3 separate regions of the Gossypium hirsutum genome follow, and regions 1 and 3 are each linked to region 2. The links are chromatin contacts, called in public Hi-C maps. All regions are on one chromosome and are shown on one strand. The core of a region is the stretch at or near the end of the contact, and the rest is flanking DNA. Distances in the headings are between cores, read along the strand shown. Region 1 holds the start of LOC107896591 (probable WRKY transcription factor 48). Region 2 holds the start of LOC107896599. Region 3 has its middle 23 kb from the start of LOC121208701.

Evidence for each region. Hi-C and Micro-C count contacts between places; a contact is called where the count stands out from the background.
Region 1: a Hi-C map of leaf shows a contact between it and region 2, with 2.9 times the contacts expected there. The contact joins the promoter of LOC107896591 here to the promoter of LOC107896599 in region 2. A contact is called at or near these places in 4 of 34 Hi-C or Micro-C datasets (leaf and seedling).
Region 3: a Hi-C map of leaf shows a contact between it and region 2, with 2.0 times the contacts expected there. The contact joins the enhancer-like site here to the promoter of LOC107896599 in region 2. A contact is called at or near these places in 9 of 34 Hi-C or Micro-C datasets (hypocotyl, leaf, petal and 1 more).

What each region holds. Positions count from the first base shown.
Region 1 is chrA10:101,806,735-101,809,434 of Gossypium_hirsutum_v2.1, forward strand. It overlaps LOC107896591 (probable WRKY transcription factor 48), which reads left to right and starts at 1,318. Exons shown (of 3, transcript XM_016821788.2): 1 at 1,318-2,234; 2 at 2,422-2,565; 3 at 2,668-2,700. The coding sequence starts at 1,762.
Region 2 is chrA10:101,453,721-101,456,420 of Gossypium_hirsutum_v2.1, forward strand. It overlaps LOC107896599, which reads left to right and starts at 1,416. Exons shown (of 16, transcript XM_041079142.1): 1 at 1,416-1,871; 2 at 2,492-2,686. The coding sequence starts at 1,668.
Region 3 is chrA10:101,778,203-101,780,902 of Gossypium_hirsutum_v2.1, forward strand. No RefSeq gene overlaps it. Among protein-coding and RNA genes, the nearest start is that of LOC121208701, 23 kb to the left of the region's middle. Within about 2 kb of position 1,344, at least 3 of the 9 cell types and tissues checked have an H3K27ac peak or open chromatin away from gene starts, as enhancers often do. A contact at or near this core is called in leaf, where this site is marked.

The sequences.
Region 1 (2,700 bases), core at 68-2,567, 350 kb after region 2:
TTTTCCTTTTCTTCTTTTTTTGGGATTTTCTCCGTAGAAGTTTGGTTGTACCTTTGAAAACACGATTACTATATTTTTATTTTGTCGGCAATGACAAAAATTGAAAATCCCTAGACGAAAATTCTCACATAAATAAATAAAAATTAATATTATCAGTGAGTAAATTTAGTTATGATTATTTTTTTAATATTAAAATTTGAATTATCGTTAATTAAAAATAAAATAATTAAGTGATAATATAAAATAGTTATTTTATCTTTAAGCTATAAGAGATAACTATGAATAAAAGAGTTTAAATTCTTGTAGAACAATCAAATGGACAAAAAATCACTTTCACTCATGTGATTAGATCAAATGAAGTATCTCAAAAAGCTTAGAAAATCTTTATAGATTTCTCTACTTGAATCAATTTTGACAAACACTATAGTTGCTTTAAGGAAAAATTACATTTCAATCAAGTTTAATTGCGGAGAAAAAGTTAAAAATTATTTTTGAAAAAAACCACTTTTCAATTCAAATCAATCGAAAAAAAGATGTACAAATCTATTTTAAAAGCAAACCATTACCATACTAGAAGCAATTTGCATCCATCTAAAAAGCAAGTATAAACAATTACTAAATTGAAGTAAAATAGAAGAAAAGACACAAATGATATATATTTTTTAGTATTGGATAAATTTCAAGAGATTATATAACTTTTTTAACTCTGAAATTTGTAAGACACAACGTTTGAATTTGCATGATGGTATTATAATTAGTGAATTTTGGTCGAATGTAGAAAAGCCAAAGTTAATGAATAATTTGGAAAAAGAATTTCGGATTGAATGAAAATTGAAGAGTTATAAATAAAAGAAATAATATAGACGGAAATCGGATTGAACCAGGTTATTTGATTTTTTAGGACAATGTCTGGTGAGGCGTGTGGGTTTTGTCGGGGAAGAAGTAGGCGAGTAATGAGTTAGAAACTCAGCTGACGCATACATTGGCTCAGCATTTCATAACGCGCTTATTTATTACTTCATTTTCCAATATCAGTTATAAGAGAAATAGAGGTTTTTTTTTTAAAAGAAAAGAAAAGAAAAGAAAATTTCAGATATGGTGAGGTGGTGGCACCCTTTTCTCACTTTTTTTTTTAAAAAATGATATAGATTTCACGTACTACTTTTTTTTTTTAATATGAAGTTAAAAAATAAAGACTAAAGTTGGGTGGCCTTGAAAAGCCAAAAAGATGGAAAAATGATAGAAAAAACACCTTAATAAATTGAAAGCAAAAATAGAGAAGAGACGAGATTAGGTAAGTTAGATTAGAGGTAGTAAGTAATTAAAAGAGAAAATATTTGTTTAAAAAATAAAATAAGAAAAGGAGTAAAAAAGACGGCCCCCGTCAACGCGTACCCAAAGGTAGACCTAAAATAGAGGGGGCGGTCCATAAACAATAAATGCGGTCCAACACCGGCCTCCGTTAATCGCCACGTACCGTACACTTAATCAACCGGCAAATGCCGGTCTCTACTCTTCTCCTATGCTTATACTATAATCCCAAGCTGTTCTCCAAATTCCCAACCCAAAGTCTTTTTCACATACACTTCACCCCATTTTCTCACTCTCTTTTTCTATCATTTTTTTTTTAAGAAAATGTCTCTTTTTGGTTTAATGCAAAGATAAGAACTTTGGGTTCCTTTTGTTTCTTAGAAAAACAAAAAATATGGAGGAGAATATGTGAAAAAGTGTGTGGAGAAGAAGAAAGAGAATTTCATTTCCATGGCGAATTTAATATTTTCCGATGAGAATCCGTCAGCGGCGGCAGCAGCAGCAGCAGCAGAAGCGACCAGTTCCGGTGGAAGCATCTTTGACATGGCAACTGGAGCAGGGGCATGTGATGGAGATACTAAGTGGGGGTCTTCTTTAGGTTTCATGGACTTGCTTGGCATCCATCAAGATTTCATTGCCCCTTCTTTATTCGATTCCTTTCAGCCACCACCGATTCTTCCACCACCACCTCCCTCAACATCATCTGAACCACTTCTTCACCAACAACTGGACGCGAAGCAGCTTCAAGCCCTTCCATCGCCGGCCTCCACCCTGCCGGAATCTTCTGAAGTTTTAAACAACCCTGCAACACCAAACTCTTCTTCCTTCTCTTCTTCATCTAATGAAGCTGCAAATGATCATGAACCAACCAAAGCTGAAGATGATGAAGAAGAAGAGCAGCATCAAGACAAGACAAAGAAACAGTAAGCTAACCTTTCTTTGACTATCATTTATGGCTTTGGATTCAATACTCACTCTCTCTATTTATTGTTTCTGTTTTTGAGTTAGATATTTGGGGTAGTGTGGGATAAACTTTTGGTTGCTTTGTATTGCTGATTTTTTAAGTAAAGGTTTTGTTTTTTAGCTTTGCTTTTGCTTTTATGGGTTTAGGTTGAAACCCAAAAAGAAGAACCAAAAAAGGCAAAGGGAACCGAGATTTGCGTTCATGACAAAGAGTGAAGTTGATCACTTAGATGATGGTTACCGATGGAGAAAGTATGGCCAAAAAGCTGTGAAAAACAGCCCTTTTCCCAGGTATCAATCAATATCTAATCTAATAACCCCTCTCCCTTTTCATATTGGTCCACTAATGTTCATTTTTAGTAAGCATTGCTATATTATATGGTTGAAAAACAGGAGCTATTATCGTTGCACCAGCGCTGGCTGTGG
Region 2 (2,700 bases), core at 166-2,665:
TATATATAAAATAAATAACCTGTAAGAAATTATTAATAATATTTTTAAATTATAATATATTAATATTATTAATAATAGTTTTAAACTATAATGTATTAATATTAATATTTATACCATGATGAATTTTTGTATTGTTTTAATAGTAAATAATTTTAAGATCAAATAACACTAATATAACTTATTCTAAATTAGTTAAATATTTTTATTTACATTAATTTTTTAATTTAATAATATTTTTTGAAGAAATTAACATAAATTAATGTTAAAAAAGAATTAAAAAGTTAATATATATAATTGTGCATCACATAAGAATACAAATTAGTTCCAATAAATAATGCTGAAATAAATTTCAAGAAGTGAAATAATTGTATACCTAATATAAATATTACAAAAAATAAGTATAATGATAAATGAGGGCTAAGAATATTATTTTGATTCCAAAAGTGTTTTTTCAAAAAAAAAAAAGCACCTATTCCTTTTAAGTTTATACTATTGCATATGACTTTAAGGTGTATTTGGTTGGATGAAAAAAATAGAGGAATAGAAGGAGAAAATGGAAAAATAGAAAGAAAATAAATTTAGAGTGTACTTAGTTGGGAAGAAAAGTGAGAGAAAATAAAATAAGAGAGATATCATTTTCCATTCTAATGTATAAAAATTAATCTTTCTAAATTAAAATGATCAGAAAAGAGAAAATGGGAGAGAAGTGTATGTTTGTTCAAATTTTACATTTTTTGATTGTTTTATTTGCTTTCCTTTCATTTTTCAACTCTACTAAGCAATTAAGAGAAAAAAATTATTTTTTTTCATCTTTTTTACCAAGCATATCCACTGAAAGAAAATTTATATTTTCCATCCTTCTAGTTTTCCTCTCCAATTTTCTAAATTTCTTTCCTTTGTACCAAACAAAGCTTAAGGGTGTGATTGGTTAGGAAAAAAAGTGGAGCAATGTCAGAAGGGAGTGGAAAAATGGAAAGAAAATAAATTTTAAATATGCTGGGTGGGAAAGAAAATGAGAGAAACAATAATTTTTCATTCTAATACATAAAAATAAATTCTTCCAAATTGAAATGGTGATTGGAGAGAAAGTGGGAGAAGTGTCTCTTAGTTTAAATTATATATATTTCAAATATTTTATTTTATTTCATTAAATCTTTCAATTTTACCAGGTAATGGAGGAAAAAAATCTTTTCCATCTTTTCTACTCGACACATATATAAAAAGAAAAATAATATTTTCTTTTATCTTTTTATTTTTTCATCCTTCAATTTTTCATCATTTTAATTTTCTTTTCACTGGAAAAACACGTTTTTAAATAAAAATGTCAAATTATTTAACTATTTTTAAAATTAAGTACTAATTAAACATAAACAACAAAGGGAAAAATATACACCAAGTTTAACCGGTCGTAATTTGATGAAAGAAGATGGGGTGGGCTGCTTCAAGTTGAAAATTGATTGCCCAAAATCAAAAGGCTCATTATAAAATGTTTTCATTCTACATCTCGTAATTTAACCACAAAAGCAGGCATCATTTTGGAAACTTCGTAAATTATTAATTCCCAGTTCAGTCTAGGCGCAAGTCATCGCCGGTAGTGGCTAAAAAGCTCATACAAAATTAATTGAGTAACCATTTTCACGCATTTCTCCTCTGTTTTTATCACTGAAATGGAATCGAGATCGAGGTTATCGTCTATGTTATCATGTTCGATATTTCTCGTTACACTCAGTGGACTCGCAACTTTATCCGATTCTACTCAACAAGCGTTCAAAAGAGACCCTGATCACCCTCACTGGCACCATAGCGCATTCCTCGAAGTTCGCGACAGCGTCCGATCCGATGTTCGCCGCACGCTCCACGCGCGTGCTGAGGTAATCGATTCTCGCTCTGAAAATCTTGTTAAATCTGTGAAGAAATTATGACGACTTTTTCCTCGCCAATTTTCATCGAGTTTTCTTTTTCTTTTTTGAAAAAATTCATATTATTAATAATATCGGGTTTTCATCGAGGTTTTTTCATTTTAATTATTAATTTAGAGCGTCGAATTTACGAAAATTATAGGACTCGAATTGACTGAATTTGAGCTACACAGTTGATCTATCCTAAAATGTAATTCAAAATTCGAATTGCGTTCTGAAAATCTCTCGAACCTTGAAGAGTTAGTGGCTGCTAGCTTAGTTCTTCTCATCTCTGGTTATGATTAGAAAAGGTTCCCTTTCTAAAAATCTTGTTAAATCTCTAAAGAAACTTATATGGACATTTTTCTCGCCAATTTTCATTGATTTTTTGTTGTTTTAGTGATTACTTTAAAGGAACTTACCAATATTATAGGTTTCGACTTGAGTGAATGAGCTACGTAGTTGATCTCTCCCAAAATGTGATTCAAAATTTAAATTGCGTTCCTGAAATCCCTAGAAACATGAAGAGGTTGTGGCTGTTAGCTTAGTTTTACTCATCTATGGTTATGATTAGAACAAGTTCTGTTGTGCAGGTTCCATTTCAGGTTCCGCTCGAGGTGAATATGGTGCTAATTGGTCTCAATGGAGATGGTGGCTATCGGTACAATGTCGATGCACAGAAATTGGAGGAGTTTCTGAGAGTTAGCTTTCCCTCTCATAGGCCTTCCTGTCTCGAGACCAAGGAGCCCCTTGATATCGAACATCATGTTGTTTATAACACATTTCCTGTAAGTTTTTTCAT
Region 3 (2,700 bases), core at 94-2,593, 320 kb after region 2:
TTTGTTTTATTTATCTATTTCACAAAATGTTCTGCTTGATGATTTGAAAAAAGAATTCTAATGTCAAATTGGCTAGTTTAACAATTTATTAGACGTATTAACACTAAGCACAATAATAAAACACATTGATAATTCAAATATCACATTAAATATTTTTAAAATACAAGTACCAACTATGACATTATCCCATTTTTAACACTTATAGATTATTGAGTAATTTTAAACTCATCATATTTAAACTAACATTACACCCTAAAAGTTACAAAAAAAAAACAATTTAAGATTTGACAAAATGTATGTAGAATGAACCTTTGTTTTTATCATATTATTAGGATGGTTCATTTACACTTTACGTTAAATTAATTATTTGTTTGTGTCAAATTATTAGAGTAAAAATTTGAAGATTAAAATATACTCTTTAAGTCCCTGTACACTTTGTATATTTGGAGTTTAATACCTCTACTTTTACTCTTAAGAGTTTAACACTTTTAATTTTTAGATTTAAAAATATGCTTTTAAATTATATATAACTACATAATATTTTAATCGAAAAGTTAATAATATTAACTATTTACACTAATCAGTAACATTATAAAAATATAGTGACCAAATTATGTTAGAAACTAAAATCTAAAGATTAATTTTCAAATTGAAGTATAAGAAAGCACCATCATAAAGGAAGGTCATACCATTTTATTATTCCGAGCAAACATACCTTATTTTAGTCTAAATTTAATAAAAAATTAAATAATCAATTTTTTAATAATTTTATTATAGGTTCTGATTATATTTATTTTTTTATATAATATCTATAACTATTTATAACTCTTTTCTAACCCATAAATAAAAAAATAATATGCTTCAGTATAATCGAATTCATATTCTCCTATATTGATAATAATATTCATGCTAATCGAATTAAAATTCAATTAATAATTAATTAATTAACTAGAGACAGTTGTAATTAAATACTGTAAATGGGTCAAATAGAGATCTAATCATATGAATAACAAAATGGGAAGGACCTCTTGAATTATACATTATTCATTTCTGCCAAATGCTTAAAACCATTTCCCTCTCTAAACATGTGTCACCATGGCAACACTCTTATAATATATGGTTATAGAGATTACCATCGTTTCACATTGCAAATTCAAAGCAGAGGATTTTCCGATGAATTCAATATCGGAATATTAATTCAAAATTCTCCCCCCCCCTCCCCCCCCAAAAAAAAAAAATAATAATAATAAATAGAAAGACAAAGCGAGCAAGCCTTAAGTGAGTAAAAAAGGGGGGGAGGGGGTAAAAAAAAAAAAAGAGACGTGCACGCAAAGCGAGGGTGATTTGTCCACACTCCCTTTGATGTAATTAAAGAGGATTTTGTCTGGTTGCGTTTTTAGACACAGATTGACGCGTTTTAACGTCGCCATTCCTTTCTTTATTCTTAATTATTTATTGACTTTGACTTTTCCACCTCCTATTTTTATTTTTAAATTATATTAATTTATTAATTTAATGGTTAAATAAAATGTTAAATTTTATATGAATTTAAGCTTTAAAGACACATTTAATTTTTACTTTTAATTAAAAAAATGTGACATAAAATTGAATATATGAATATAATATAATAAAGGAAAAGAAAGGCAGAGAGTGGTAAGCTAGCTTCCCATTGCCGCAATCTCCGCTGGGCATTTCTCATTCCACTTCTTTCACACCATGCCATACATTATTACAGCATTATATACAAATATAGAAGTAATGATATTAACATAAAATATGAAATTGGATTATAATATTCTCACATCACTTCTAGAAATATGTTTATGTCAACGGCTTTCTATGTTTCCTTTTTGTAATTTAAGACACGACAGCTCTTTTTTACTTGTCAATGTCTTTTTATTTTTGGATTTTCCTAAGAAATATGTTTACCATACTTTATTTTATATATTTATGCTTTACAAAATTTTAATTAAAATTCTCAACCACTACCATTTTATAAAACATTCATTATGAATATGAGGTTAATTCTTTTAAAGGTAGAACTAAGTTAATTTCACGAGTCAATCAAGCATCAATATTAAAACGTTATTTTTGTCTTTTTATATTTTTAATAAAACCATTAAAAATCTTGCATGGGGTGAGATTTGGATCCTTGTCACCCATATTTAGAAAATTTTATGAGTTAATTGTACTCAACATCCCTAGACTATGATTTACATTTTAAATTAGTCTCTAAACTTTAAAATATTCTAATTACATCCTCAAAGTATCAAAATTGTGTCAATTAAGTCTTTCTATTAATAAAATTGTTAATTTAACCATTAAATGACACGTCTATCATATGTGGCATGATTTAAAATGAAAATTTTAAAGAAAACTTAAACATTGCCTCATAACTTTTAAAAGTAAAACCTAAAAATAAAGTAAAACTGAAAAAGAGAATGAACAATAAAACTTCTATAAAAGCTTTAAAAACCTCAAAATAAATATTTTTACAACTTTTCTTCTTACAATATTCAATTTTCTTTTTAGCTTTCATTTTAAATTGTGTCACATAAGATTTGTTGCGTAACTTAACGATTAAATTAATTATTTTAATAATGGAAGGACCTAATTGATATAATCTTGATAGTTTGGAGATGTAATAAGAGTGTTTTGAAGTTTGGGGGCCAATTCAAAATAAGGATCATAGTTTGAGGA